7 separate regions of the Mus musculus genome follow, and all the other regions are linked to region 1. Evidence: chromatin contacts called from public Hi-C, HiChIP or PLAC-seq, Micro-C, capture Hi-C and promoter capture Hi-C data. All regions are on one chromosome and are shown on one strand. The core of a region is the stretch at or near the end of the contact, and the rest is flanking DNA. Distances in the headings are between cores, read along the strand shown. Region 1 holds the start of Stx16 (syntaxin 16). Region 2 has its middle 21 kb from the start of Pck1. Region 3 holds the start of Zbp1 (Z-DNA binding protein 1). Region 4 has its middle 18 kb from the start of Gm40017. Region 5 overlaps Gm30537 (a long non-coding RNA gene). Region 6 holds the start of Pmepa1 (prostate transmembrane protein, androgen induced 1). Region 7 overlaps LOC115489499 (a long non-coding RNA gene).

What was found. Promoter capture Hi-C pulls out the DNA fragments that hold promoters and counts their contacts. Hi-C and Micro-C count contacts between places; a contact is called where the count stands out from the background. HiChIP or PLAC-seq counts read pairs in DNA pulled down with a chosen protein or histone mark. Capture Hi-C pulls out chosen DNA fragments and counts their contacts.
Region 2: a Hi-C map of uterus shows a contact between it and region 1. The contact joins the enhancer-like site here to the promoter of Stx16 in region 1. A contact is called at or near these places in 2 of 39 promoter capture datasets (cranial neural crest and embryonic stem cells), 2 of 484 Hi-C or Micro-C datasets (both in uterus) and 7 of 115 datasets of contacts at active chromatin or transcription factors (T-cell acute lymphoblastic leukemia, astrocytes, bone marrow-derived macrophages and 4 more).
Region 3: a contact with region 1 is called in a capture Hi-C map of macrophages, with 3 times the contacts expected there. The contact joins the promoter of Zbp1 here to the promoter of Stx16 in region 1. A contact is called at or near these places in 6 of 39 promoter capture datasets (the HPC-7 cell line, cranial neural crest, frontonasal cranial neural crest and 3 more), 7 of 115 datasets of contacts at active chromatin or transcription factors (astrocytes, bone marrow-derived macrophages, effector CD8 T cells and 4 more) and 2 of 9 other capture datasets (liver and macrophages).
Region 4: a contact with region 1 is called in a Hi-C map of uterus. The contact joins the enhancer-like site here to the promoter of Stx16 in region 1. A contact is called at or near these places in 2 of 39 promoter capture datasets (embryonic stem cells and neural stem cells), 2 of 484 Hi-C or Micro-C datasets (gonadal supporting cells and uterus) and 9 of 115 datasets of contacts at active chromatin or transcription factors (astrocytes, embryonic forebrain, embryonic stem cells and 4 more).
Region 5: a contact with region 1 is called in an H3K4me3 HiChIP or PLAC-seq map of craniofacial prominence, with 3 times the contacts expected there. The contact joins the enhancer-like site here to the promoter of Stx16 in region 1. A contact is called at or near these places in 6 of 39 promoter capture datasets (the C10 cell line, cranial neural crest, embryonic stem cells and 3 more), 3 of 484 Hi-C or Micro-C datasets (the C10 cell line, the HPC-7 cell line and gonadal supporting cells) and 8 of 115 datasets of contacts at active chromatin or transcription factors (astrocytes, craniofacial prominence, embryonic forebrain and 5 more).
Region 6: a contact with region 1 is called in a promoter capture Hi-C map of 3T3-L1-derived adipocytes, with 4 times the contacts expected there. The contact joins the promoter of Pmepa1 here to the promoter of Stx16 in region 1. A contact is called at or near these places in 10 of 39 promoter capture datasets (the 3T3-L1 cell line, 3T3-L1-derived adipocytes, cranial neural crest and 5 more), 2 of 484 Hi-C or Micro-C datasets (B cells and embryonic stem cells) and 2 of 115 datasets of contacts at active chromatin or transcription factors (memory CD8 T cells and pancreatic cancer cells).
Region 7: a contact with region 1 is called in a Micro-C map of palatal mesenchyme, with 5 times the contacts expected there. The contact joins the enhancer-like site here to the promoter of Stx16 in region 1. A contact is called at or near these places in 6 of 39 promoter capture datasets (the C10 cell line, cranial neural crest, embryonic stem cells and 2 more), 12 of 484 Hi-C or Micro-C datasets (the G1E-ER4 cell line, the HPC-7 cell line, cerebellum and 8 more) and 10 of 115 datasets of contacts at active chromatin or transcription factors (astrocytes, bone marrow-derived macrophages, craniofacial prominence and 5 more).

Annotation. Positions count from the first base shown.
Region 1 is chr2:174,074,999-174,078,573 of GRCm38.p6, forward strand. Stx16 (syntaxin 16) reads left to right here and starts at 2,053. Exons shown (of 9, transcript NM_172675.4): 1 at 2,053-2,191. The coding sequence starts at 2,060.
Region 2 is chr2:173,172,079-173,175,653 of GRCm38.p6, forward strand. No RefSeq gene overlaps it. Among named protein-coding and RNA genes, the nearest start is that of Pck1, 21 kb to the left of the region's middle. Within about 2 kb of position 1,848, at least 188 of the 459 cell types and tissues checked have an H3K27ac peak or open chromatin away from gene starts, as enhancers often do. A contact at or near this core is called in T-cell acute lymphoblastic leukemia, astrocytes, embryonic forebrain and 1 more, where this site is marked.
Region 3 is chr2:173,217,349-173,220,923 of GRCm38.p6, forward strand. Zbp1 (Z-DNA binding protein 1) reads right to left here and starts at 1,574. Exons shown (of 8, transcript NM_021394.2): 1 at 1,394-1,574. The coding sequence starts at 1,427.
Region 4 is chr2:174,898,927-174,902,501 of GRCm38.p6, forward strand. No RefSeq gene overlaps it. Among named protein-coding and RNA genes, the nearest start is that of Gm40017, 18 kb to the right of the region's middle. Within about 2 kb of position 1,900, at least 21 of the 459 cell types and tissues checked have an H3K27ac peak or open chromatin away from gene starts, as enhancers often do. A contact at or near this core is called in uterus, where this site is marked.
Region 5 is chr2:174,882,894-174,886,468 of GRCm38.p6, forward strand. The region is part of intron 2 of Gm30537 (a long non-coding RNA gene); the gene reads left to right. Among named protein-coding and RNA genes, the nearest start is that of Gm30537, 4.3 kb to the left of the region's middle. Within about 2 kb of position 1,563, at least 19 of the 459 cell types and tissues checked have an H3K27ac peak or open chromatin away from gene starts, as enhancers often do. A contact at or near this core is called in craniofacial prominence, where this site is marked.
Region 6 is chr2:173,274,564-173,278,138 of GRCm38.p6, forward strand. It overlaps Pmepa1 (prostate transmembrane protein, androgen induced 1), which reads right to left and starts at 1,970. Exons shown (of 4, transcript NM_022995.3): 1 at 1,525-1,970. The coding sequence starts at 1,621.
Region 7 is chr2:174,847,491-174,851,065 of GRCm38.p6, forward strand. All of the region lies in intron 1 of LOC115489499 (a long non-coding RNA gene), which reads right to left. Among named protein-coding and RNA genes, the nearest start is that of Gm14616, 6.6 kb to the right of the region's middle. Within about 2 kb of position 1,636, at least 23 of the 459 cell types and tissues checked have an H3K27ac peak or open chromatin away from gene starts, as enhancers often do. A contact at or near this core is called in the HPC-7 cell line, muscle stem cells and palatal mesenchyme, where this site is marked.

The DNA of each region.
Region 1 (3,575 bases), core at 803-3,302:
TGGTTCTATGGCCCCAGCGGGGTCTGGGCTGTTTGTCACCTTCCGAGCAGCCCCCGCTGATCGTCAACCGCTGCGGGGGGAGTGGGCGCCCCTGTCTTTAAGGAGCTCGGCATCGGAATCATCTCTTCTCTATCAGCTCGCACCGCTGCTCTCCGGGCCTCGATTCCTCCATGCATTCATTGTGTTATGTGTCTCAAAGATACTTTTCATACGGATACTGTTGCACACAAGCACAGGAGCACCCGCTCTTAAAAGCAAAAGCACCCGGGGCTCAAGAGCCTGACCCTACGCGCGGCTCCCACGCCTGCCTCCTGGCACCCGGGAGAGGCAGGGGACCCTCAAGTCAGGCCAAACTGTTCCCAATCTGATCCCAAAGCTGAGAGCAAGATTGAGGGCAAGACACCCCATAAAGTCGCTCTGCAGATATTGGTCTGTCATCCAGGCTTGCCGGTGACCCCAGCCTCCGGAGCTGCTGTTCACTGAGTGCGGCAGCTGCAGCCCTGGGGGGCCCTGGGAGACGCCCCCACCCCCCAAGCCAGGGTAGCAACGAGTGGGATGCATGGTTCCAGAGACTGGGAGGCGACCAGAAACCCCAGCTCGAGGAAACGTGGGCATAACCTCAACACAAAGTACTTTTTGGGGGAGTGGGGCTGAGGGGTTGTCTCTAAGTTTAGGAACCTTTCCCACTTGGGCACAACATTGTAGTGCCCAAGTGTAGATGCCTGACCACTCTTTATTGCCCACAGTAAGGCCAGCAAGGCCTAGCGCCCAAGCTTTTTTTATTATTATTTTTTTCTTTTTTCCCTGGCCTGGTTGTTTTTCGGATACTTTTTTTTTTCTCACAGTTTAAAGAAAAAAAATAAAAAAATAAAAAGGTAAGGCCATCTCAGCAGCGCCAGGCGCCTGCAGTGGAGCGTGCCTGGCCTGCAGAGGCAGACTTCTTCCACTTTTCCTCCGCCCCCGCGCAGGACTAGGCTCTGCAAGAGCCACGTTTCCACATTTCTGCCTGCCTGACAATCCTACTAGAAGTTTACAATTGCCTGGACCCCAGTGGTGGTCTTCGGCTCCAGGGCCAAGGTTTTGAAGCCGTTTTTTGGGGCCAGGACGCCTGCCCCAGAGTCTGTACACTCTTAGGAAAAGGGGAAGAAGGCGCCCCGGGAACTGTCCCAGAGAGGGCGGAGCACTCCCATCCCGGGGCAGGGCAATAAGGGAGCTCCCGCTCCCGGAACGTTGCAAGCAATCTCATGAATGTCGCAGGGGGGCACCCGCGAGGAACGGACAGGAAGAGGGCCGGGGGAATGCTAGAGCCCGGGACCACTGCACGGAAGCGGCCTTGGGCAGGGTTGCAGCCTGATCCCGGGATGGAGGGTGCCGGTGAAGAGGAGTGAGGAGGCTGGGGGAGGCAGGCCGTGAGGTCCTCGTGGAGGCCCGCAGCCTCCTGGCAGTGGAGAAGCAGGCCGCACAGGAAAGAGAGGGGTCAGGTCGGGCTGAGCCTCAGTAGGCTCAGGCGACTATATGGGAGCTGTAGACGCTCCTTTGTCGTTGTGGGCTCGGCCTGTTTGGAGCAGGCCTTTTGTGAGGAGAGTTAACCCAAACTCGGAGTTAGAGCCACATGCCGGGCACGCAGGCGCTCTGAGTTAGGGTTAGGGCGCCAGCACCTTTGGGGAGGTCTTAGGAAGTGAGTGGGTAGGGGTCTCTCCCATCCCCGAGCCGGATTGGCGCGTCAGGCGCTTGTGGATCCGAGCTGGGATTGGGGAGGGGTCTCCAGGACGTTTGATTTCGACGCTAGGATTGGGGGGATTCGAGTGCTTTGAGATCCGAGCCAGCCTTGGGGTAGGGGGAGTCAGGCAGTTGGAAAAGGCGAGGTGGTTATTTGGGGAGGGGTCTCCGCGCTTAGGCGGATTGCAAAATCGCGCCGTGAAAAGCCTAAGGCTTTGTCAAGAGAGATTTCTGTGCAAGAGTGGAATCAGCTAGGCCAGACCAAGAGAGAAAGTGAACAAATCAGGACTACAAGGGGGGGTGGGAGACCCTGAGAGGGGGGGTCACAAAGGGGGAGACAATGGCCACCAGGCGTTTAACCGACGCTTTCTTGTTGTTGCGGAATAATTCCATCCAAACCCGGCAGCTGTTAGCCGAGCAAGTGAGTAGTCACACCACCTCCAGCCCTCTGCATTCACGTAGCATTGCTGCGGTGAGTCTTCCTGGCGGCCTCTCCAGACACACACACCGTGTGCACTGCGGCTCTGCCTGTCTGTCTGTCTCTTGTCTGTCTCTCTGTCTAAAAAGAAAAAAAAAAAAGAAAAAAAGAACAACAACAATAACAAGGCGACGACGACTAGGAGTGTGATACAGAAGGAAGTGGAGCACGGCCATGGCTTATGGGGCACTTGCAACCCCCAATGGGGACCACAGTATCAACCCCTGCCCTGCCTTCTCACTTCCTGGGCCTCCTGGTCCTCCTCCCCCACCATCCGTCGGGCAGCCTCGATTTACATATGTTTTAACACGAGGACTTGGAACCTAGGCCTTTCTCCAACCTTCTTTTTGTTTTGTTCTGTTCTGTTTGGCACTCCCCCCCCCCCCCCCTGCAATGGCCTCACTTTGGTTCTGTGGGCCAGGTGGGTGGTTAGCTGACTCAAATCCTTGCAGACCCCCCCCCCCCAGGAAGGAGTGTGTGTGTGTGTGTGTGTGTGTGTGTGTGTGTGTGTGGTCTGCTCAGCTCAGCTCATTTTCTTTCCCACTATTTTTCTTCCAATGGCCCTAGTTCTCGGTGTGGCCATGTACACTAGGAGTAATTGCTTTGCTGCCCCCCCCCCCCGCCCTCCCCCCTCCGAGGACTCATGTTGGTGAGATTGCAAGGTGCTAGGCGCTTCATTTTCCATTTCCCACACAGGAAATTAAGCTTCTCCATTCGAACTTTTTTTTAAAAAAACAAAACAAAACAAAAAAAGGAACCAACATGATGCGGATGTGAAAATTAATCCCCCAAAATAGCACATGGCTTTTGATTTTATTGACCAGAACTTCACTTCGCCTAGCAGTGTAGGGTTTTGTTATTGTTGTTGTTCTTTTTCAAAGCAATGTTCCAGTATGATTGCTGTATTTGGTTTGTTTTTGATGGAGGCTTTGGCTTCCAGAGCCTCAGTTTCCTGCTCTCTCAGATAGGGGGCGGGTCTGAATGGTGCAGCCAGATGAATATTGTTAGCTTTGTAATAATACCTTTAATTGAAAAGGGAAGGTTTGAATGGAAGCAGCCTTGAAACATGGGGGAATGCACGGTCACCCCACGACCTTAGGGGCTGCATTTGAAACATAGTTCGTGAAACGCTGCAGCTTTCCCGCCTTTTAAACAGTTGCCTTTTAATTTTTTCCTTTTATCATTTATGGAAGTGCTAATGAAAAACTAAGCTGTGTATCGTGATTGTCACTGTCTTGCCAGGACAGTTGTCCCTGTTTAGGTCACGGTGGAAAATATGTTTGACCATATTATTCACAGAAAAGGGATTTTTTATTCTGTGCAAGCAGTTTTAAGGATAAAAGGATGCAGGATGTTAACTTCGGTCCCAAGGCATAGA
Region 2 (3,575 bases), core at 598-3,097, 900 kb before region 1:
ATCCAGGCCTAGAACATTCCATGCCCTGAGAGTGACCGACATCTCCGAGCCAAGCAGTGTTGGGCTTTCATGTTCTGGACAGTGGATGCACGTGGGGCTGGGACCTCAGAGCAAACTCAATTCCACCTCCACCCCAACCGCCACTCCACCCCTGCAACCGCCAAGCTCCCTCCATGTGACCACACTGACTTCTCCTTCTCATGGCTCTGTCTCTTTGGACTTGTTTAGGGAAAGGCTAATGGGAGTCTGAGCTAGTCTTTCTAGAATGTTCTCTTGAGCCAATAAATCTAAATGAGATGCTGGGAGGTGGGTTATGAGGAACTTCTGGGTACAGCCTAGAGTCCAAGCCCCTCCTAGCTCCTACCCAAATCTCTATGAGCCAAGGGGCCTCTGTTCATGTCTTCACCAATTGCAGGTGCTGGCTGTTTTAATGGCTTGTGGTCAGATGGTATCTTGAGGGAGAATTGCGTACTCTGCAGAACTCATACAGCCTCCTGAGCCCCCAAGCTGATCAGAATGAGCTCCACAGGGCTGCAGTGGGGCCTGAGACTATGAAGGCTGAGACTCAGACAGACCCTCTCCAAGCTTCCTGTGCCTGTCACTACATTGGGGTGCAATCCCTCTTCCCACCAGCCAAAGGACTGTGTGACCAGCACTGTCTGCCTCTCTGTTGTCATCTTAGGCTGCTGTCCTCAGGGCCTTTGCACTGGCTATTCCTATTGCCTGGACTTCATCTGAATGCAGATGTCTGCCCCTTGACTTTGGTGGCAGCCAACCTACATGGGTCAGGTGCTGGGAGCATTGCCATGGCAATCCCTTCATGACTCTCAAGCATGGCCATCAAGAAACAGACTCAACAAAGTATGGCACTTGCTCCAGGGCACAGCTGGGGACAGGGAAGAGGCCTGTCTCAGAGGAAGACTGTGGACCTATGCCCCCTTTGGAGTGGCCCAGAGTCTGCCCAGGGAGGAAGCTTCTGCTCTGGGTCAAGGGGATGTGAGATGCAATGTTCACACCTGAGGAACTGCATTCTTCCAGCTGAGCAAAAGGGAAGTGCTGGGCCCACTCACTTCCCTGTTTGTAGTGCTTCTTTCCCAACGCTGGGCTCCTTGCAAACCATGGCACAAGCCAGCTTAGAGTGGTAGCTCACAGTGGGCCTTGCCCCAGTGAGGAAAGAATCAAATGAGCATCACCATGGCAACCAGCTGTCAACCTAGGGGCTTAGCAACCAAGGTCAGGGCCCCTTCCCCACGGGGCTGCCTTCTCTCCCCCAAGCCAAGGAAGCTAATATCTCCATGGAAGGGTAGAGGCTGTTGCCAGAGACTCTTGTGGGCCCTGACAGTCGTTCTGATTTCTCTTGCAAACACTGAAGGCATAAACCCCCTAAACACCCCCTCTAAAGCTGTTTCCCCCTCACCCCCCCCCCCTCAAGAGGTAAAAGTTTCTTGTTCTAAACTTCAGAAGAGCCTTAGCAACCTGGGCACGTCCTGGGCAGACAAGTGCGTCATGGAAAACTTGGAGCTTGCTGATTGGCTGGTCTCTGCTGCAGCGATGCGAGTCCCTGAACACTCAGGAAAACAACATAATGTATTCCTGTCTGCAGCTCCGAGCAGAAGCTCATTTCGTGTCTTGTGTTTCCATTTCCCGAGGATTAATAAGTGTGGAGGGGACGCGGGCTTCGTGCCGAATATTTATTTAGTCAATATACACATCAATTTAGCAAATTAGAGATTGCAAGCCATTTCTGAGCACGGCTGTAAAAATAATAGCTGTGCTTTAACTGGTAATGGATTCGGGGGAGGATGGCCGCTACGTGCTTGGCACTGAATAAGGACACAGAAGTTTAGTTTGTCGAACTTCACAAAAAGCCTGAGTCACTGTGGGTGTTTGTGAAGGAGAAGATAGCTAGATTCCGGAGACAAAGCCAAGGAATGGGCTCAGGGTCTCTGAGGAGACCAGCAGGGTCCTGACACCCAGTGGGAGGGGACAAAGAGGGTCTTAAGATACCATAGGAGGGGACAAGGAGGCTCCTGAGCCACAGTAGGAGGGAAGAGGAGGGTTCTTAGAAAGAATGGGAGGGAGCAAGGAGGGTCCTGGGGCATAGTGGGAGGGGAGAGGAGGTTCCTGGGAGGGGACAGGAGGGTCCTGAGATACAGTGGGAGGAGAGAGGAGGTTCCTGGGAGGGGACAGGAGGGTCCTGAGATACAGTGGGAGGGTAGGGAAGGGTCCTAGGATACAGTGGGAGGAGACAAAGATGGTTCTGAGACCCAGTGGGAGGAGCGAGGAGAGTCTACGCCGCCCCCATAGCTGTGTGGGCAGGCTTTGGAGATTCTGGCTCTGTTAGATGTGGTGGTTTGTTCTCTAAGATAAGGCATTCACAGCCGCCTCCCCCTCCCCCCCGCAGCTGTGACAATCCCAAAATGCCCCCAGACCTAGGCTCCGTTGGAGTCTCTCTCAGTTGGGGTGTATGAAGGAGGGGAGAGTCTCCGGGCTGTATGTTTTGTTTATGGAGGCCCCACCTGCGAGCTAGATCTGCAACCTGCAGAACATCTTACAGTGCAGTCAATGCTCCTTGGTCATAGGTGGGAACCTGGAGGCTCAGAGCACCCTACTGAGCTAGGGACTGTGAGCTTCCCCCTCCCTGGTCCCTGGGAGGATCTTCTCCTCCTGTCCTCTCAAGTGTCCCTTCCTCTGAGCCCCCTTCCCCTGGCCTGGGCTGGTCACCTTCATGATCCATGTTCCTTCATCCCTTCTGAGTTCTCCACAGGCCTTGCTTGGCCTGACCCAGACTGCATTCTTGTCTATTGAAGAAGAACCTACCCAGCCCCTGCCTCTGCACTGATGAACCAAAGACTTCCAAACTGGTCCTGGTCAGTCAGCAAGCAGCAGGCAGAGATGCCAGCTGCCCACACTATGTATCAGGCCCATATCTTTTGGGGGGGGGGGTAGAATCCTTACTCTTTAACTTCTAAGCACATGAACTTGTGCCCAAGTGGTGACCAGCAAGGCAAAAGTGGAGGAGTCATGTGTGTTATTTTCCAGAAAAATTTCTTCCACATCTACTTCTCTTTCCTGGCACCTGGGAAGGGGACTTGATGGCTGGAGCACCAGCAGCAACATTGGATTATGAAGTAGAAATATTGTATTAAGTATAGAGGAGCTTAAGGGAGAGGGGATCTGGTCTTTAGTGATTTTTAGGTGTCTTGCAGAGTCTGAGCTTCCTTCCTCTGGGATTTTATTATTCAGAGGTGAAATAGATTATTTGGTTTAAGCTACTTAGGATGGTTAGTTTTAGCCATCAACTTGGCACAACCTGGGAAGTCTTCATAAAAGATTATCTAGATAAGGTTGAGAATGTATGTAGGGGAATTGCCTTGATTGCTAACTGATGCAGGAAAACACATCCCACTGTGGGTGGCACCATCCCCTAGGCTGGTGTCCTGAGCTTTGTGACAATGGAGAAATCTAGCAGAGAACAAGCAAGAGAGGAAGCATAAAGTCATTTCTCCTGCTCCTAATGATGGGTGTGGTGTGCTGAGCTGCTCTAAGTTCCTGCCTTGACTTCCCCACAGTGA
Region 3 (3,575 bases), core at 324-2,823, 860 kb before region 1:
GCACCCACATCGAAGGCATGGGTGTTCCCAGCCCAGGAGCCCAGCAGATAAGAAAAATGGGTCTCTCCTCCCTTGCCTGATACAGCAGGAGTCCTGAAAACCCAGCTCAGCTCTTTAACCCAGCCTCAATGTCATCTTCCAGATGCCTGCCTGCCAACTCCAGAAGGCTTCCTCCCAGAGCCCTCCACCCCTGCTAGCTACCCAGCCTCCTCCTCCGTGTCTAACCCTGAGGATCCCCAAGTTCCACCTCATGTCCCTTCCAGCACGTCTGTCTGCTTATCCATGAGTCTGCCTCTACCTTTCTTTCTTTCCTCTTGTGACAAAGTCTAGCTCAGGCTAGCCTGGAACTCATAGCAATCCTCCTGCTTCAGCCACAGCCCCACCCCAGGGTGGGGCTGGGGGTGGGGGTGGAGGAGGAGGAGGGTGTTGGGGGAAGGATTATAGCACTGAGCATCTATTCCTGACTTGGCTTTGCCTTGCCTTGTAAAACCTTTGCTGGGGAGTGTGCCCTGTAGTGGCCTCTCCTTCATTCCTTTCTCCCACTGGCCCCTAGGGACACACAAGGCAGGCCAAGCCTTCTCCAAAGGGTGAACTTGAAGGACTGGTTGCAGGGTCTGAAAGTGGGACTTTGGAAAGCAGAAGGCTGCAGGTGACAGGCTGGAAAGGTTAGCAGTGAAAGGAAACCATGGGAACCAGGTGACCTTAGTTCTGGTCTTTGCTTGGCTCCTCCCTGATAGCTTTTGAGCAACCACTTCTAGTATGTTGAAATAAGAAATGATTTTCAGCTGGGCGTGGTGGCGCACGCCTTTAATCCCAGCTCTTGGAAGGCAGAGGCAGGCGGATTTCTGAGTTCGAGGCCAGTCTAGTCTACAGAGTGAGTTCCAAGACAGCCAGGGCTACACAGAAAAACCCTGTCTCGAAAAAACCAAACCAAACAAAAGCAAACAAACAAAAAACAAAAATGAAGTGCTTTTCAAAAGATGAAGAAGAAAAGCAGTGAACTAAATCCTGCCCACAGCATGGCAGCCTCACACAGCCCTGCACCCCGCAGCCTCCCATAGCCCAGAAGCCCCTAGACAGGGTATGTAGTCTCAGCAAGGGTTCAAATAGGGCAGGAGAAGAGCTTGAATGTAAAATCAAAGTCACATCTCCTTATCAAAGCAAAGTCCTCTCTTGAAATGACAGTTCGGAGCCCGAGGGCTGTCACAGGCCTTGGTGACCTCATCAATGAGGTAAGGTGACATGAAGGATCTGGGGCACAGGATCCTTGAAGCAAGCTGACTTCCCTGTGGTGACCTCAGAATCCTGTTGCTGTCTGGGCCAAGGAAAGAGCTAGGAGCCTTAGAAACATCAGCTGGGACCCACGCGAGGTGAAGGAAGAGGTTTAGCTTACCTCCTGTGCTCAAGTCAACAGGAGCTTCTGCCATGCTCACAGCAGCCTTGGGGCTCCTTTAGGGCAGGGGGTGGCAGTTTCTGGCACTGTGGTCAGGCCTGGGGCTCTGAATCCACAGGCAAGAATGGCTGCTTGGACCTGCAGGCACCAGCTGTTACCATCCCGGAAACAAATACCCATCTGGCTCCATCCCCTCCCCGCCCTCCAGCTTTTCAAAGAAAGAGAAAATGAAACTTTGGTGTGGTTCTCGGAAAGAAAGGGTGTCGAAATCGAAATTGAAATCGGGGTGGGTGAGCAAGCTGGAGTTGGATGACTGTGTGACAGAGAAGAGAGGAGTCTTGGCCTCTGGGGTGGAGACTGGTCTCCCACCGGGAGAGCTCTATCTGAAGAGAACTCTGTGAAAGCCCTGTGAGGAGGAAGATAGATCTAGGAAAAGGCACCTACTGTGCCTCCCCCACATGCCCACAGGCAGGTGTAGTACCATCTACTCACATACCTTCTAGAAAAAGAGCCCCTTTTCTCACTTTCATAAATTCTCAGTGACCCGTGAACAGCTCAGACACTTCTCTGTTCCATATTACGTAAGAGGGGATCGGGGCTCACAGAGATGGCCTTGTGTCCACCACTCAGCTCACAATAATCCCAGAATCTGGGTCCCGGCTACAGGGTGGAGGTGGGGTGAGTGCAGAGGCCATGATCTTGGGACCTCTGTACCTGTCTGGTGTGCAGGTCACTGGTGCACAGGGCAAGACAGCAGCAGTCGTTGGAGACTAGAAGGAGGTGATGTGCCTGGAGGATGTCTGCCAAGCAAGCAGGAGGTGGCAGGTCCCCAGTCAGCTTCACCTTACAGAACCTGAAAGGGTCACCAAGGGACCAAGACCAGGCCAGGTCTACACAGCTTAGGATGGGCCTGTGCATGGGAAAATATTAACATTTCCAAGTGATTTTTTTATGACTTCCAGGGAGGAAAAACAGTGCCTGCAGAGCCAGCCAAGGAAAACAGAAACCGCACTGCCTGTTGCCACCCAAAATAAATAAAGTCGCTTTTAAATGAACTCTCAGCTGGCCCCATTGAGGGACACTGCCCAGGTTCCCTAGAGGCGCCATTTGAAAACTGACCACTAGGTGGCGCATGCTCACCAACCGCCTCTTGCCCAGGGGGTCTTGCTTGGTCCCTAACCAAGGTGGCTCCAGACTTAGCAGGGCTTCAGGACATGCCCTCCTCACTCCTTTCTTCAGCATTTTCCTCTTCCCTTCCCTTCCCTTCCCTTCCCTTCCCTTCCCTTCCCTTCCCTTCCCTTCCCTTCCCTTCCCTTCCTTACATTAGCTGACCTGCCTGGAAGGAGTCAGAGCCTCCTAGGTCAGTGACTCTCAACCATCCTAACTCTGCACGTCGTTGTGATCCCCACCATAGAAATGATTTTCATCAACACTTTGTAACCATAATTTTGCTATTGTTATGAAACATAATGTAAAGATCTGTGCTTTCTAATGGTCTTAGGTAGCCCCTGTGAAAATGCCACTTGACTCCTCCAGAGTACTCTACACATAATAAAGAAATGTTAAAAAACAAAAGATTTATTTATTTATTTCATGTATATGAGTGCTCTATCTGCATGTACCGTGTATACCAGAAGAGGGCATCAGATTCCCTTACAGATGGTTGTGAGCCACCATGTGGTTGCTGGGAATTGAACTCAGGACCTCTGGAAGAGTAGTCAGTGCTCTTAACCACTAAGCTATCTCTCCAGCTCCAATAAATAAATTCTTTTTAAAAAAATTGAAAAGGAAATCTTTTTTAAAAGAAAGAAAAGAAAAAATTCCAAACTAATTGCCAACATTGGTCCTACCGTCGATTAGATGGCACAGATGTGCCTTTTTGTTGTTGTTATTGTTGCTGCTCTTGTTTGCAACAGTTGGCAGACACCCCAGACTTGGTGTTGTCGGTCAACCCAGGTTCTTTTTTATCCTGTTGTTCTGCCATTTGTAGCCTATATATGGGTTTGCCTTAAGTTTTAGAATGGTTGCTGGAATTTTACCTATCTTGTGTGCAGTCCTTCTTAGAAGAAGGAGTAAGGGACGGGGAGCGGGGAGGGGAGGGGGGAGGGGGGAGTAGCTTCAGTTGTCTACTGAATACAGAGCTACCTGAGGGAGTCTCCATTGAGAGAATGCCCAGAGCTGA
Region 4 (3,575 bases), core at 650-3,149, 820 kb after region 1:
CAGCTGGAAGAAAGAGTGACACTGGGCCTGGCTTGAGCTTTTGAAACTTCAAAGCCTGTGACACACTTCCTCCAACAAGGTCACACCTACTCCAACAAGACCACACCCCCAAATATTGCTACTCCATACAAGCCTATTGGAAGTCATTTTGATTCAAACCACGATGCTCAACAATGTTTGACAGACCTTCCTGCCCCTGAAAAGCAGGAGGAAGCTCACCCGGAGAGAACCAATTCATCACATGAAGTCCCAGGCAGCCCTTGATGGGGTCTGTGGGAGGCATATGCTCATTGGAGCCACTGCCAGTGGGGACGGATAGGGACTTCCTGTGCGCCCTCCCTTCTCTGACCCTTTCTCAGCAGCTGCAAGAGGAGCCACCAAGAAAAGCTTCTGTGGGTTAGTTAACAGCTGCAGGGCTGTCTTTGCCTCATTAGAGCATGCTGGACAAAGCCCACTGGAAGCTTGGAATGCCTACCATGTTGAAAAGCTCTCAGCTGCCATTTTTGTCTTCTCAAGCCCTGGGATGCTGGTCGTGAGCTTCTTGAAGACCAGACATGGTTCATGTTAAGAGAGAATGACTGGTTAGACACTAGGTGATTTAGAAAACCTTTATCCTGGGGGGCCATGCTCTGCCCCCTAAGATCCCAGCATGCCCAGTTCATTTCAGTTGGTGTTCGTTCAGTTAGCACATTTTGCCTAATGATGCTCTTTTTTTTAACTTCCTATTTTTGTATGTTTTGAGTGTGTGTGTGTGGTATGTGTGTGTGTGTGTGTGTCTGTGTGTGCATGTGTGTGTGTCTCTGTGTATATGTGTGTGTATATGTGTGTGTGTGCACGTGTGTGTGTGTGTGTGTGTGTGTGTGTGTGTGTGCGCGTAGGCCAGAGGAGCATGTCCAACATCTTTTGTTACTGCTCTCCTCCTTTTCCCAGTGAAGGCTGGGTCCAGATCATTAACCCGGTGTGTGATCTGGCATAAGGCAAGCAAAGGAGGGTGGTGCTCATGGCTGCCTTGTCCATCTCCTATCCTAGGTCTCCCTCTTCTTCTCCTCCTCCTCTTCCTTCTCCCTCTTGTGCATAAATAACTGTGAGAAGAAAACACTTCTCTTCAACCCTGTATCCCCTGCCTGACTTATGGCCTTCAACATTGCTGGCTCAGCTGAAGCTATAAAGAGACCCCAACCTTGGCCTCCTCTGCACATTACAGTATAAAACAGACACCCTAAACCCAGTTTTCCCACTCATTGAGTTCTTCCCTTCCTTAAAAATGATGGAAAGGGTCCTTCTTGGGTCATAAAAAATATGGCTCAAAACCCCAGAACATCTGGCCAGAGCTCATTGTTGAGCAGGACCTTTCCCAAGGACTTGCTGGCTGCCAGACACCTCCAAGGGAGCCTGGAGGCCCGAGGGCCCTGCAGCAGGGCCAGAAGGAACCGGAAATGCCTTACAGACATGTGTTCTCCTGAACACCAGAGGGATCCGCTGAAATTTAGGATCACAAAGTCCCCAAATGACGCAAGGGTACTATCATGCAGTCCCAGGTCCTTTTGGGGACACTGGGACCTCATGCAAGTGTCCAGTTTCTATAAGGCCCTACAGCATAGGGACAGAATGTCCACACCACACAGTAGAGTATGTAAGAGGAAAGGTATGTAGCCCATAGAGCAGAGGGCCAGGCTTTGATACGTGGTAATACTCTCTGACACATTGCAACAGACTGGACACACAGTGACAATCAACAAACAGTGTCCCAGCTCTGACAGGTCCTGCTCTTTGCTCCAGCCACAGGGTTTGAAAAGACTTCCTCTGCAGAAAAGGGGGACCAGCCAAAGAACTCTGGAAGATTCTCTGTGCATGGAAACTTCTAGGCTCTGCAAAGGGAAGGTATTTCATTTGTGAGGCAATAGCACCCTCTGGGGCCAGACAGAAGCATTACCTCTGGAATATTCTCTGGGTCTTCAGAGCTCCTGAACCTAATATAAATCTAATACAAGTAATATTAAATATAATAAAGTGACTGGCCCTATAAATAATATTATATTAAGTATAATATAGTGAGTGACCATACCTTGAGCAGGGCTGTTTGAAGACGTCAACGCAGCCAAAGGACCCTTGTTTGTGTTTTGTGGTTCTGGTCCCTCCATTTCTGGCCCCAGCTGCCACTCCTTGGGAATTTTGGATGGTGGGGTTTAGAAGTGTCACAATGGAGGTTGACCCCTGACCTCCTCTTGGACTTTGATCTGAGGAATCCCTTCCTGCAAAGTGAGGTTACTGACATATCTGTAAACTTAGTTTTGTGCTCAGTGGCCACCTGCACTTCCGGGGGCTGCGGCTGGACCTTAGCGTTGTTACCTCATCTCCTTGGACGTTTGGGTGATGTTTGTTTTGGACAACTCCAACACGTTGGGCTCTCCTGGAATTTGGTTCTTCACTGGTTCCTGAGGAGTCGAGGTTGAATAACTGAAAACAGCAGCTAACTGTCTCATCCTGAGGCCAGCAGGGCTTTCCAGAGAGCCCTTTGTCACTGGAGAGGTCACTGGAATGGACATTGGAATTCTGGGGCTCATAGGAGGTGCAGTGGTCGTGTGAGAGTTAGTTGAGTGCAGAATCGATGCTCAGACTAGTGCAGCGTCAACAAGCCCACTGCCGGGATCTACTTCCAGCACACTTCCTCTGATGTGACCTAAGCATTATTCATTGGACCCCACAGCATTTCCCTCTCCACACTGCCATTCCTCAGAGAAGGCACTGGCCCGCCATCGCGGTCCCACCCCACCATAGCAATGCAAGCACTAAACACTGCCCTTCCGGGTCAGCAGCAGGGGTCAGGCCTCCAGAGCCTGTACCCCTTGTTCCTGTGTCGCCTCGAAAGTCACAGGGTGAGGGTGCTAGTGCTCTGTAGCCTTTCTCTGCTGCTCCGGGGTTGCTCCCAGGCCTCAGACACCTCCTCAAGGATCCAGGTGACAGCCTTGCGCCTACCTGCTTTCTGCGCTCCGTGATGGCTGTCAGAGAACGCCTGCGTTAATTAGATCTCCGATTAGATGGCACATTAAGTAATTATCCCAGGGTAGATCCCAAGTGAAGTCTATTTAAAGTGGGTGCCTGAACTCGTGAATGAAAACAGGGGTGAGTCACGCTCTGTTACACCACGCAGAACCCGAAAGGCAGCGCAGCAGCAACAGGAGTAACTGCGGGCGGTTCTGCCTCTCCCTTTCCTCGCTCAGCAACGCCCCAAGCACTCTTGGCCTAAAATCTGGTACCCAGACTGCTTGTGGCTGGGGAGTGGTGTGCCATCCTTCCTCGACTTCATGCAAGGAAGAGGCAGTATAGTGCCCATGTTGCAGATTCAAAAACTAAGGCAAAACACTGGAAGTGGAAGAATACGGTTCTAAACCAAGGCTCTGACTGAGCTGCAGCCCTGTGGGCGGGCTCACCTCTGGCCGCGCATGGCCAGCCAGTGGGCCGTCATATGTCTATGAAACATCTGCTCACATCCAGCATCTTACCTCATATGGTGTCGTTCAATGCTCTCATATGTTGGCTTTTTGCATTGGGCCAGTTTTTGTGCCCATTTAACA
Region 5 (3,575 bases), core at 313-2,812, 810 kb after region 1:
TTTCCCAGGTCCCCGTATCTCTCTGCCTAGCTCTTTTCCATATCTCAGGGTGTAGAATACCTTCCCTTCTGTGTTTCCAAGCCCTTACCACATTTGTCTTTCGTGGCAGACATATTTGTTATGCTCTCAACCATGGGCAGAGGGCACATCCCCAAGTCACAGGGCAGAAGCACGAAGACGAGTCCAGTCTGGGAGAACGTGGCCCAGCTGTCATGGAAATAGACTGTTTTAGTTGCTTGGTGGGCTGAGCAGAACTGACAGGTCCTTTGGCTGCCATCTTGTCTCTCATGAGGAGCTCTGCCCAGAACCGAGATTGACCCTGGGGATCACATACAAGTTCCTTACTAGGAAGATCATACCAAGAAACACCAGAACAGGATGGCGAATGAGACAAGGAAGGCAAGATGACAATGAACTGTGTCCCTACCAAGCAAGGGACCCATGTGTGCTCGTGGAGCATCCCTACCAAACTGGGGAAGGACGGCAGGCTGTTTCCTCCCTGTCTGCTCATCAGCAAAGAAAACCCAGTGTAGACTCCTGGGACACACACACACACACACACACACACACACACACACGCTGTCATTCATGGTCAGTGTTCCTTGGCATGTGGCAGCAAGAATGGAGAGGGGACACGATTTCCGTCTCACTCGGTACAAAGGAGAAAACGGATTTCAGCAAACAGACAGACAAATATGACCTACTCTGTGTTGTTCTTCTGAGCTGGTCACTCAAAACCAGACATGGCTTCCTTTCAAAAGTATCGAAGCCCCTTTTGCTCCTTCCTTTCTTCTTTTCTTGATTTCCTGCCTCCCCCTTCCTTTCCCTTCCTCCTTCCATCTCCCTTCCTCTTCCCACTCATCCTCCCTTCCTCTCTCCCTCCCCCCTCTTCTTCACAGCCCTATCTTACAGGCTTTGTGCTGCTTGCCTGCAGCAGGACACCAGCAGACTCCATGACGTTAAGCTACTAAGGAGTTTTTAAAATACGTAATTTATTTTTAAACAGGGAAAAATTTATATTTACTTCCAAGTTCTGGTCTGGGGTACTCTTTCTGGAACACAGAAGCATATTTACAAGTGGGAATTATTTGCCCACTGTTGCTGTCCACGTGCAGGTATGTGTGTGTGTGTCTGGTGGGGATGACACGTCACTCCTGGGAACCCAGGACATGAGAGGAAAACCAGAGGGGCGATTGCCTTTGCCTTTCAAGGGACCTTCTGCGGTATGAACACAAACACAGCCGATCCATCTTCCCTCCAACTTTAATCATGGTTTGGTGAAAGCCCCAGGGACTCATTCCCTTGCCTAACCTTCAAGCCAGATTTACAAGTCAAGGAACGTTAAAGTGAATTAATTCCCTTCTTAAATACAAGCACGGGAGAGCACATAAAAGGGAAGAGAGGGCTCTTACTGAAAAGGTTACCAGCGAAGGGCTCTGAATTATTCTTTCCTTTGCTCACCTCCGACGTATTTGAAGCCATATGCACCAAGCCATTTACATAGTTTCTATGGAGAGCCCCTCCCTCCGCCTCTCTCGAAGCTCTGATCCACACACAGCCTTGACAGGGAGGTACATTATTCTTCATCATCTTCAAGGGTAGAGCAGGGCAGAGCCTCTGCCTCTCCATTCTGGAATGGGCTTTTAATTGCCTTCCTGTTCCAGATGATTTTTCTGCCGTTAGTTCCGGCGTCTGAGAAGGTAAATGTTTGTGCGCCATGCGCAGTCGGCTGTGCATTTTCTTTGTGGACCCCTTTCGTCAGTAGCTCGCTCCAGCAGAGCCATCCCAGCAGAGCTTCTCCTCAGCCTTTCCTATTGCCTGTCAACCAGCCTGGGTTGGAATACATCGATTTCAAGGGAGGTCTGCAGGGAAGGAAGGGGAGATAAAATGCCCACCCTGCTCCTTTCAAACAGTAGACTTGAAAACAACAGGGCAGAAAAACATTAGGGAGAGAGAGCAGGAGACCCCATTACCGAACCTTTTCCACATCAGACTGTGGTTTTTAAGTTCTGCCTACAGATACATGCTGGAAAAGCAAGACCTGGGCTGAAGAAGTCAGGCCAGCCTGCAGCCCATGCTGCTTTGGAATGAAAGCGCCAGTTACAGACAGAGAGAAGGAGAGGCCCCTGGAGCCATAGTTTATCCAACGTATTGGATCCAGATTTCAGAAACCACAAAAATGTCTTCCCAGAGAGCAAAGATGGGACACTTACTTTAGAGCTCCCAAAGTGGAAAGAAACTTACAGTGAAGACAGTCCTGTGAAACTTAGACAAAGCTAACCCCAGGACAGAGGGCAGCTTCAGGCTGGGCCTGGTTAGGAAAGATGACTAGTACCTATGTCCAAGGGAAGCAGGGGCCTCTGGAATGAAGTTGTTTATCTACCCAGGAGTAAGAGATTCAGAAATTGGAACCAACTCTTTGAGCAGAACAAGAGTGCTTTTAAAAATCTGATCCTGATCATTACACATGCCCAGCTAACTCATCCATCCTGCGAGGCCCTGGCTGGGGACTATCTGGAGCTATTTGAGTTCGTCCTAGATGAACAAATGAAGGCTTTCATCTTTTCAGAGCTCAGGGGCAATGGTAGGACACCAGCAGAGATACATAAGGCCCAGAGAGGATCTCCTAGTCTCTGCCTAGAAGTAACCGGTAATTCATTTGCTTCCTGCTAGAAGGAAGAAAATGACTCCTACATGTAATGGTTGGTTTGCTCAACTTGGCACAATGTAGAGTTACCTAAGAAGGGACCTCAATGAGGAGTCGTCTAGACCAAGTTACTTGTGGACATGTCTGGACACTTGCCTTGTATTAATTGTGGTGGGGAGATGCACACACAGTGGGTGCCTCCATTCCCTAGGAAGAGGATTGATAAGTGTGTAAGAGTGAGAGAAAGTGAGTCAAACAGAAATAGATATGTATTAACTCTCTCTCTCTGCTCTTGACTACGGCTGTGACATTAGTTGCTTCAAGTTCCTGCCTCTCTCTCTCTCTCTCTCTCTCTCTCTCTCTCTCTCTCTCTGTGTGTGTGTGTGTGTGTGTTTCTCTCTGTGTGTCTTTCTCTATCTCTCTGTCTCTCTGTGTGTCTGTCTGTCTGTCTCTCTCTGTCTCTGTCTCTGTCTCCCTCTTTCTCTCTCTCTCACTCACTAACTTGTACACCTAAGCCCAGGAGCCAGAATATTCGTCAATGAACCCAGTCACTGTTGTTGGGTCCATTGCAGACTCCTGGGCCTCAAAGTTACAGGAGATCTGGTGACAGAGCAGAGACTAGAGTCTGGGGACATGGCTCAGGTAGTGCAGTGCCTGTAGAACAAGCATGGAGACATGAATTAAGGTTCCCAGCACCCAGATAAAAAGTCTGGTGTGGCAGTGTGAGCCTGGAACCCTAGCACCTGGAAGGCAGGGCCAGGGCATGAGGGCAAGTGATTCTGAGGACCTGCTAGCCAGTGACTCTAGCCAACTGGAAAGCTTCAGATTCAGTGTGAGACCCTTGCCTCAAAATGTAGAAAATGTTTAAGGAAGATAAACAACATTGAGTGTGTCTTCTACATGCACATGCAAGTACACTCAAGCACAC
Region 6 (3,575 bases), core at 720-3,219, 800 kb before region 1:
GGAAGCCTTAGGGTTTGGTGCCAAGGAAAGATCACAGACTGATGGCACTGGCTCCTGGCAGGTTTTCTTGACATCTCCTGTCTTGGGGCAGGCAGCAAGGCAGCTGGGGAGAAGTGGGATTCAGTGACGCCAAGGCTTTCAATTTCAATTCCAGACTGGGAGACAGTGAGTCAAATTCGGCACAAGGGCCCCACCACCCAAACCTACTTCCTCTGCTCAGGTGGGGCCCGGTCGTGGGCTATTTTTTACCCTTGATGCTTTACTGTACATGCGGGGTGCTGGGGCGGGGGTGCAAACTGTGGCAGCTGCCTGCAGAAAGCAGCTTATGAGTCACCTAGCGACTGCCCAGGTCTGTGGCAGTTGCCCCTGGGCTCCACAGAGGACCGCTGTCTGGGTTAGGGGGAGGCTGTGTACCCTTTTGCCCTAAGTGCTTTGGGGTAAGATAGAGAAACTAAACAGAAAGGCAAAAGGTACCCCCTCCTCCCCAAAAATGTGGGTTAGGGGAGGAGCGCAGATTAGAGGCAGATGGTAGGGAATGAGGTTTCAATTCTCCACCCAACCCAACAGCCACCTGGGTGGGCCACACAAGGAAGTAGATGTTCGCTGATCTCAACTTCTGGAGGTGCAGGATGGGGTTCAAACGGGGCACTCACCACCCTGAGTCTACCACCTCCAAGGAGGTCTCAACACAAACAGCCCCAAAACTTTGACTCATTTGTAACCACCGTCCCAGCCAGAGTGAGCCAAGCAGTCCAGACAGAGGCTATTTATAGGAGTCCGGGACAGACATTCACAATGACACACACTGGGGATCCGCGGTGGGCTAGACGCGCCAGCGCTGAGCCCTGGATTCAGACACCTGAACACAAACGGTCCTTAAATCTGGCTGGATCCAGATCATATCCCCAACCCCCGCCACGAGCACACAGCAAATCAGTCACACTGAGATGCAGGAACACTCGGACACGCACTCGGCCGGCACAGACCGCGACTCTGAACCACAGACACCAAAAGACGCGCGGAGACTCAGACAGACAGACTAGCGCACTCTACATACGCACGGAAACCCGGGACGCATCGCCATGGCCACTCCAGACACACGCCAGGAGCCCCAGACACCTCCCGGGCCAGACAGTGTCTCCCCCGCCCGCTCCCCCGCCCAAAGTTGATAAAGAGCCTAATTGCTCCATCGCCGCGGCCCCTAGGGAAAACGGAATGGAAACTTCCCCGACCCGGCTCCCCTGGCCCTCCCAAGAGGCGCGACGTCCCCGCCGAGCCCCGGGTCCGAGTCGGGCCGGGCGGGGCGCGCGCGGCGGGGACCGTGCCAGGCTCGCAGCGCCGCGGGACAAAGCCGGGCCGGCCGCCAGCTGCCGCGAGCCTCCGGGAGGGCGCGCCCCGGGCGCGGCGAGCGCAACCGGGGAGCCTGGGCGAGGCAGGCGCGCGGCCCCCGAGTCCCCACGCGATCCCGATGTCCCGGGCCGGGGATCCCACGGGGCTGTCCCGGGGGGAACAGGGCACACTCACTGATCTCCATGCTGGGGAACAAAGAGCGCTGGCAGTTGCACGCGCAGGAGACATTGGGCTGCCCGGCGGCGGCGGCGGCGGTGCCGTTGACCCCCATCAAGCGGTCACGGGCGGCGCGGGGCGCGAGGCGCGGGGCGCGGGGGCGGCTCCGGCCGGCGCGCGGGGCTCGGGCCCCGCATACAGCGAGCAGCGCGGCGCGGGCTCGGGGCGCCGCCGAGGTCCCCGAGGCGAGCTGGGTCCCCCGGCCGCCGAGCGGGAGCCCCGGGGCGGCGGGCCGTGGCCGCGGGCGGCGTGCGGGGCACGGGCGGGCGGCCGGGGCACGGGGCCGCCGGGCTCAGCCTGCGCGCCGGCCGATCCGCAGCTGAGCGCCGCCGCCCGCTCCTCATTCAAGTCCAAGGAGATCGGGTTGCGCCGCGCGCCCGCGGTCGGAGGCAGGCAGACGGTCTGACGTCAGCGCTAGACGGGGCTGCCGGTTCCCACCGCGCGGGGGCCGCGGAGGGGGCGCGCGCTGCGCCAATCCCCGCCGACGGCCCCCGCACCCTCCTCGGCCCGGGGGGCGGGCCCGTCGCTCGCGGGGCGGGCTCTTAAAGGGCCCGAGCCTAGCGTCCATGTAGACCGGTCGCCGGCGCTGCGTAGACCCAGCGCCCTCGAGACTCCGCAGGCCCGGTCCGCGGGAGCCCCCGTGCCTGCGGCGGTCACAACACAGAACAAGAATCAAGACGAAAAGTTAAGGTGTTCTCCTCTCCAACTCCTGCCCCTGGGGCCCTCCACCCAGGCTTTTGGGGGCACCCGAAGACTATAAGGTTTCTGGGGCGCCTTGGAAGAGTTTAATGCATGGAGATCAGAGCATGGAGGGTCTGGAGTAAAGACCCATCCATAGCTGTATTTCTCAGGAGACTGAGAATTAGTCTGAGCCCCTCCGCAACCCCCAACCCCGCGCGGCTCTTTAACTGGGCCTTTTGGATAGACTGGAATTTCTGTAGACACGCCCCGAGAAGCGCCCCCTGGTCCTTGCCTTGTAAATTAGTGCCCGGGACTGGGGGTGAGAGTGTGTGTGTGTGTGTGTGTGTGTGTGTGTGTTACTATTATGGGACACCCAAGCAGTTACACACCCTCACCCTCTATCTGCCGCCCCAAGGGCCACCGACTGGGTTGTGTGGCTCAGAGTGTAAAAGGGGGTCAAGGGAGGGTGCTTTTTGTTCATTAAGTTTTAATTAATTACTGGAGAGCTATGGGAACCCGTGCTCTGGCTTCAAAGATATTAAACTGTTACATAAGAGGCCTCCCATCCCTAGCGCAAAGCCAGCCTCAAATATGAAGTACGCCTCCTTGACCCATTCCTAAACTTTCAGTCGCCTGGCGTGCCTACTGTGTGCCAGAAGCACACCAGATAGTAATGTCTCCCATAGCAACTTGGGGAGACAAATTATTATTTGGCTTCATTTTACAGCCAGAGAAAGTGTTCGGTTCAGCTAAGCACAGCGGTGAAGGCTCAGGAAGACGGAGCCTAAGTTCTGCACAGCCTGATGGAGTACCTGTCCCTGCCCACGAGGGATCCAAGGACTTTAAGGGGCTGTGTCCCTTGTCATTAAAGAAGGGGAAAGCTTTCACAGGTTTTTGTTATTTATTTTTAATAGACTGGTGAATAGGTGAAGCTGAGAGAATAGTTTTCAGAGCAGCCCAGGAAGTGGGTTCCTCTGCCTAACCTTCCGTGACCTTCCTGGAGGAGCCACCGCGGAGCCCAGTGTCCTCCCAGAGGGAGGTTCCAAGGTGCTTAGTCCATTTGTTTGAAATAGCAGCTCAATCTTGCTTTTTGTTTTTAATATTTATTTTTTTATATATGTATGAATGCTTTGCCTGTGCGTGTCTATGCGACGTGTGTGTCCTTTATGTCAAAGGCCAGAAGGCCATTGATCGATCCTCTGGGAACTGGAGTTACAGATGGTTGTGAGCCACCGTGAGGGTGCTGGAAACTGAACCCAGGTCCTCTGGAAGAACAGTAAAGTACTGTTAAGGGTTGAGCCATTGCTCCAGCTATAAGCTCAGTCTTA
Region 7 (3,575 bases), core at 386-2,885, 770 kb after region 1:
TTCTGTCTTTGTCTCTGCCTATTTCTGTGTCTCTGTCTTTTTTTCCACTGTCCCTCACTCTTTGTTTCCCCCGCTCCTAATTCTTACAGGCATCAACAAGTCAGCCTCCCCATCTCAGACTTGCCAGTGGACAAGCCTTGCTCCTGTCTCTACAGCAGTGGTTTTCAATTCGTGGGTCACAACATATCATAGATTTACACTACAATTCATAACAGTAGTAAAAATCACAGTTACGAAGTAGCAACAAAAATAATCTTATGGTTGGCAATCACCACAACAGGAGGAACTGCGTTAAAGGGTGGCAGCATTAGCAAGGTTGAGAGCCACTGCTCTGCAGGATAGACCCCTGAAATCAGTTGTTGTTTTGGGTCCCCTTAGCGACGGGGCTGGCTTTGGTCTCCGTCCTCTCTCCTCGGAGGGTGACCCAGCACCATCTCACTCAGCTGTGCCGGGCTAGAGACCCTCTGACCCGAGTTGTTTGTGTCTCCAGAGCACAGGAAAACTATATGTACTTCAGTCCTCAGAAGAGTTGGTCTCAAAAACACAAGCCAGCACGTACACTCAGAAAGAGGCTTCCTCTTTACCCAGGTACAGACAGGAGCCTCAGTCTGTAAAGCCACAGGTCTTTCCTGTGTCCGGAGTCAGGACATAGGCCACTCGCCCCCACACTCAGAAGATGTGTGTTGTAAGTGTTTAGGGGGAAAGGGTATGCTTGAGTCTGCCTTCCTGATATCCCATTACTGTTCAGCCAAGGTGAAAAAAATAAAGTAAATACACACACACACACACACACACACACACACACACACGGTCATAGCAGAGAGGCAGGAATATTACTTAATGGCCCTCCACCCCCTGTGAGCCCCCTATCAAGCCCTGGAAGTGCTTCTCTGTTATAGAAAATTAGTGTGTGTGTGTGTGTGTGTGTGTGTGTGTGTGTGTGAGTGTGGTGTGTATGTGTGTATGTGAGAGTGTATGTATGTGTGTATTTGTGTGTGTGGTGTGTGAATGTGAGAGTGTGTGTGCATGTGTATGTGTGTTCAAGATGACAGTTCTTCCTGTCTTCGACAGGACACTTGAGTCAGGTCAGATGACAGATGAGCAGACACACTCATGAGCATGCCCAAGTCTCTCGGCTTCATTGCCCAAAAGGCCACATCTCAGCTCATGGAAAATTTTATGTTTGCAACTGAAAAGCAACCTGTCTCTCAGGGACGTCTGTTGAGGTCCTGTCAACATTCTCCCCACACCAGAGAAAAGCCTGATCACCCCCTACCCCACCGCCCCTCATGGCAGTGTGTGTGTATGTATGTCAAGAGACTGTGTGTGTGTGTGTGTGTATGTGTGTATGTGTGTGTGTATGTATGTCAAGAGACTGTGTGAGTGTGTGTGTGTGTGTGTGTGTATGTATGTCAAGAGACTCTGTGTGTGTGTGTGTGTGTTTTGCTCATGGACACAAGCAGAAACTATCCATTTGTCTCTGTCCTCTCACACGCATGAGACGTGTTTTTCCAGGGTGAAAACCACCCACACTCACAAACTATCTATCTCTCTAACCCAGCACACTTAACAGCCAACATCTGTCTCTGGAGTTGCTGGATCTATCCAGGCAGAAAATGGCCCCACAGTCTGAACATGTCTGAAGCCCTCTGTCGTGAGGCAGAATAAACCACTGGCACACACGGAGGCCGTCAGCCTGCCAGGCTTACAGCAAGAACAGCATGCTTGTGTGTGTCTCCCCCCACCTTCCCCCCCTGTGCTCACAGATATGCACCATGCACATTCACAAACGCTCAGAGAGAAATGTCCCCCTGCCCACCAAGTGTGGCCAATTAAAAATGGAGCCTCTTTTAATTCTCAGCTCCTAAGAATCTCTGGGAGTGTTTGCAGAAACGACCTCTCCCTCCTGAACGGCTTTGGCTGGAGCCCTTCCTTGCTGGGAGAAGCAGGCCACCCTCACACAGAGCAGGGCTTTCCAGAGGCAGTCCCCACCTCCCTCCCTTCCCACACCTGGCAACTGTGTGTGTGCGCGCGCGCGCGTGTGTGTGTGTGTGTGTGTGTGTGTGTGTGTGTGTGCATGCAGGTGGAGGATTGTTCCTTGGTGGTCTTGCTCGTTTGCAAACCAAACACCGTTTTTTTCCTAGGCAGAAAATCTTTACTGTCTCTAGGTCTCTCTGTGTCTTCATCTCTCTGTCTCTCACACACTCAAGGAAGTAAAGCTTCTTGTGAGACAGGCAGGGGTAGCGGGGTGATGGGGCTCAGGGTTTTGCATCACGGAAGAATGTGTGTCTCCATGCAAAAATATTTCCCTTTGTCTTTCATAAAAGCCCCTCTCTGGAGGTTGGCCATGGGGCAAAAATCTCTCTCTCTCTCTCTCTCTCTCTCTCTCTCTCTCTCTCTCTCACACACACACACACACACACACACACACACACACACTCACATACACAAATGACAGGGAAGGGAGGGAGAATTGTGCCTGAGCTTGTGGTTGTGATTTAAAAAAAAAAAAAAAAAACAAAAAAAAAAACAAAAAACTCTATGCTGAGCTTACTCCCTGAATATAGAAAATACATTATTTTTCAAGAAAGGAAAAATACCCAACATACATGTGAGCACACACAAGGCAGACATGTAATCGATCTCTGATTGTGCCACCTGGAGAACAAACAGAGATTGTGTCTTGTATCTCGGCTTGCAGAGATTTAAAAGATATTCATCTCAGGCCCCAAAACAAAAATTCCCATTTTCACTCAGAAATTCACTTTTTAAAAATCACCATGCAGAACAGACCGCCCCTCCCCTTGAGAAAAAAGAAAGCCTGTTTTCCCACACCCCCCTCCACAGTTGAGGAGTGTGCACCAGGGAGCGCGTACCCACACCGCCATGTGTCAGACCCCCTCTTCCTGCAGGCAGAAAAACAAGCACTCTTGTCCGTATAGGAAAATCTGCACAGAGCCCAGGCAGATGCAGTACACACGGCCTCAACCTATTCACACACATGTCTGCACCTGGGGAGTCAGTCTGTGCCCTCATTGTTGTGTAGACCCCACTAGAAGAACTGTACTTTGTAATTCCCAGCACACAGACACACAGTGTCTTCCCAGGCAGAACAGATTTTGTGGTTGTTGTCTTTTTTTTTTTAACCTACCTCAGAAAAATCTCCCTCTAAAGCTTTCATCACTGGGACAAAATACCTCCCCTTTCCCCAAATAACACACATGAGCTGTGAGCACACAAATCTGGTATATGTGCTCATGTGTGTTTTTAACCAAAACATATCATTCCGAATCTGTCTCCCACTAGCTGAAAAAATAAACAAAAAACAAACAAGAAACCAGAAAGGTAATGTTTTCTAAATGAGGGGAAAAAAATGTTCACCGTTCTGTTTCTCCGTTGTCTCTCTTGTCACACACACACACACACACACACACACACACACACACACACACCACTCAGGTCTCTATCGACCCCCTGCCCTCTCTTTAATTGCACACTTCCGGAGAAAGTGACGAAGAATGCATTGTGTGTGTGTGTGTGCGCGTGCACGCGCGTGTGTCTATCTAGACAGAAAA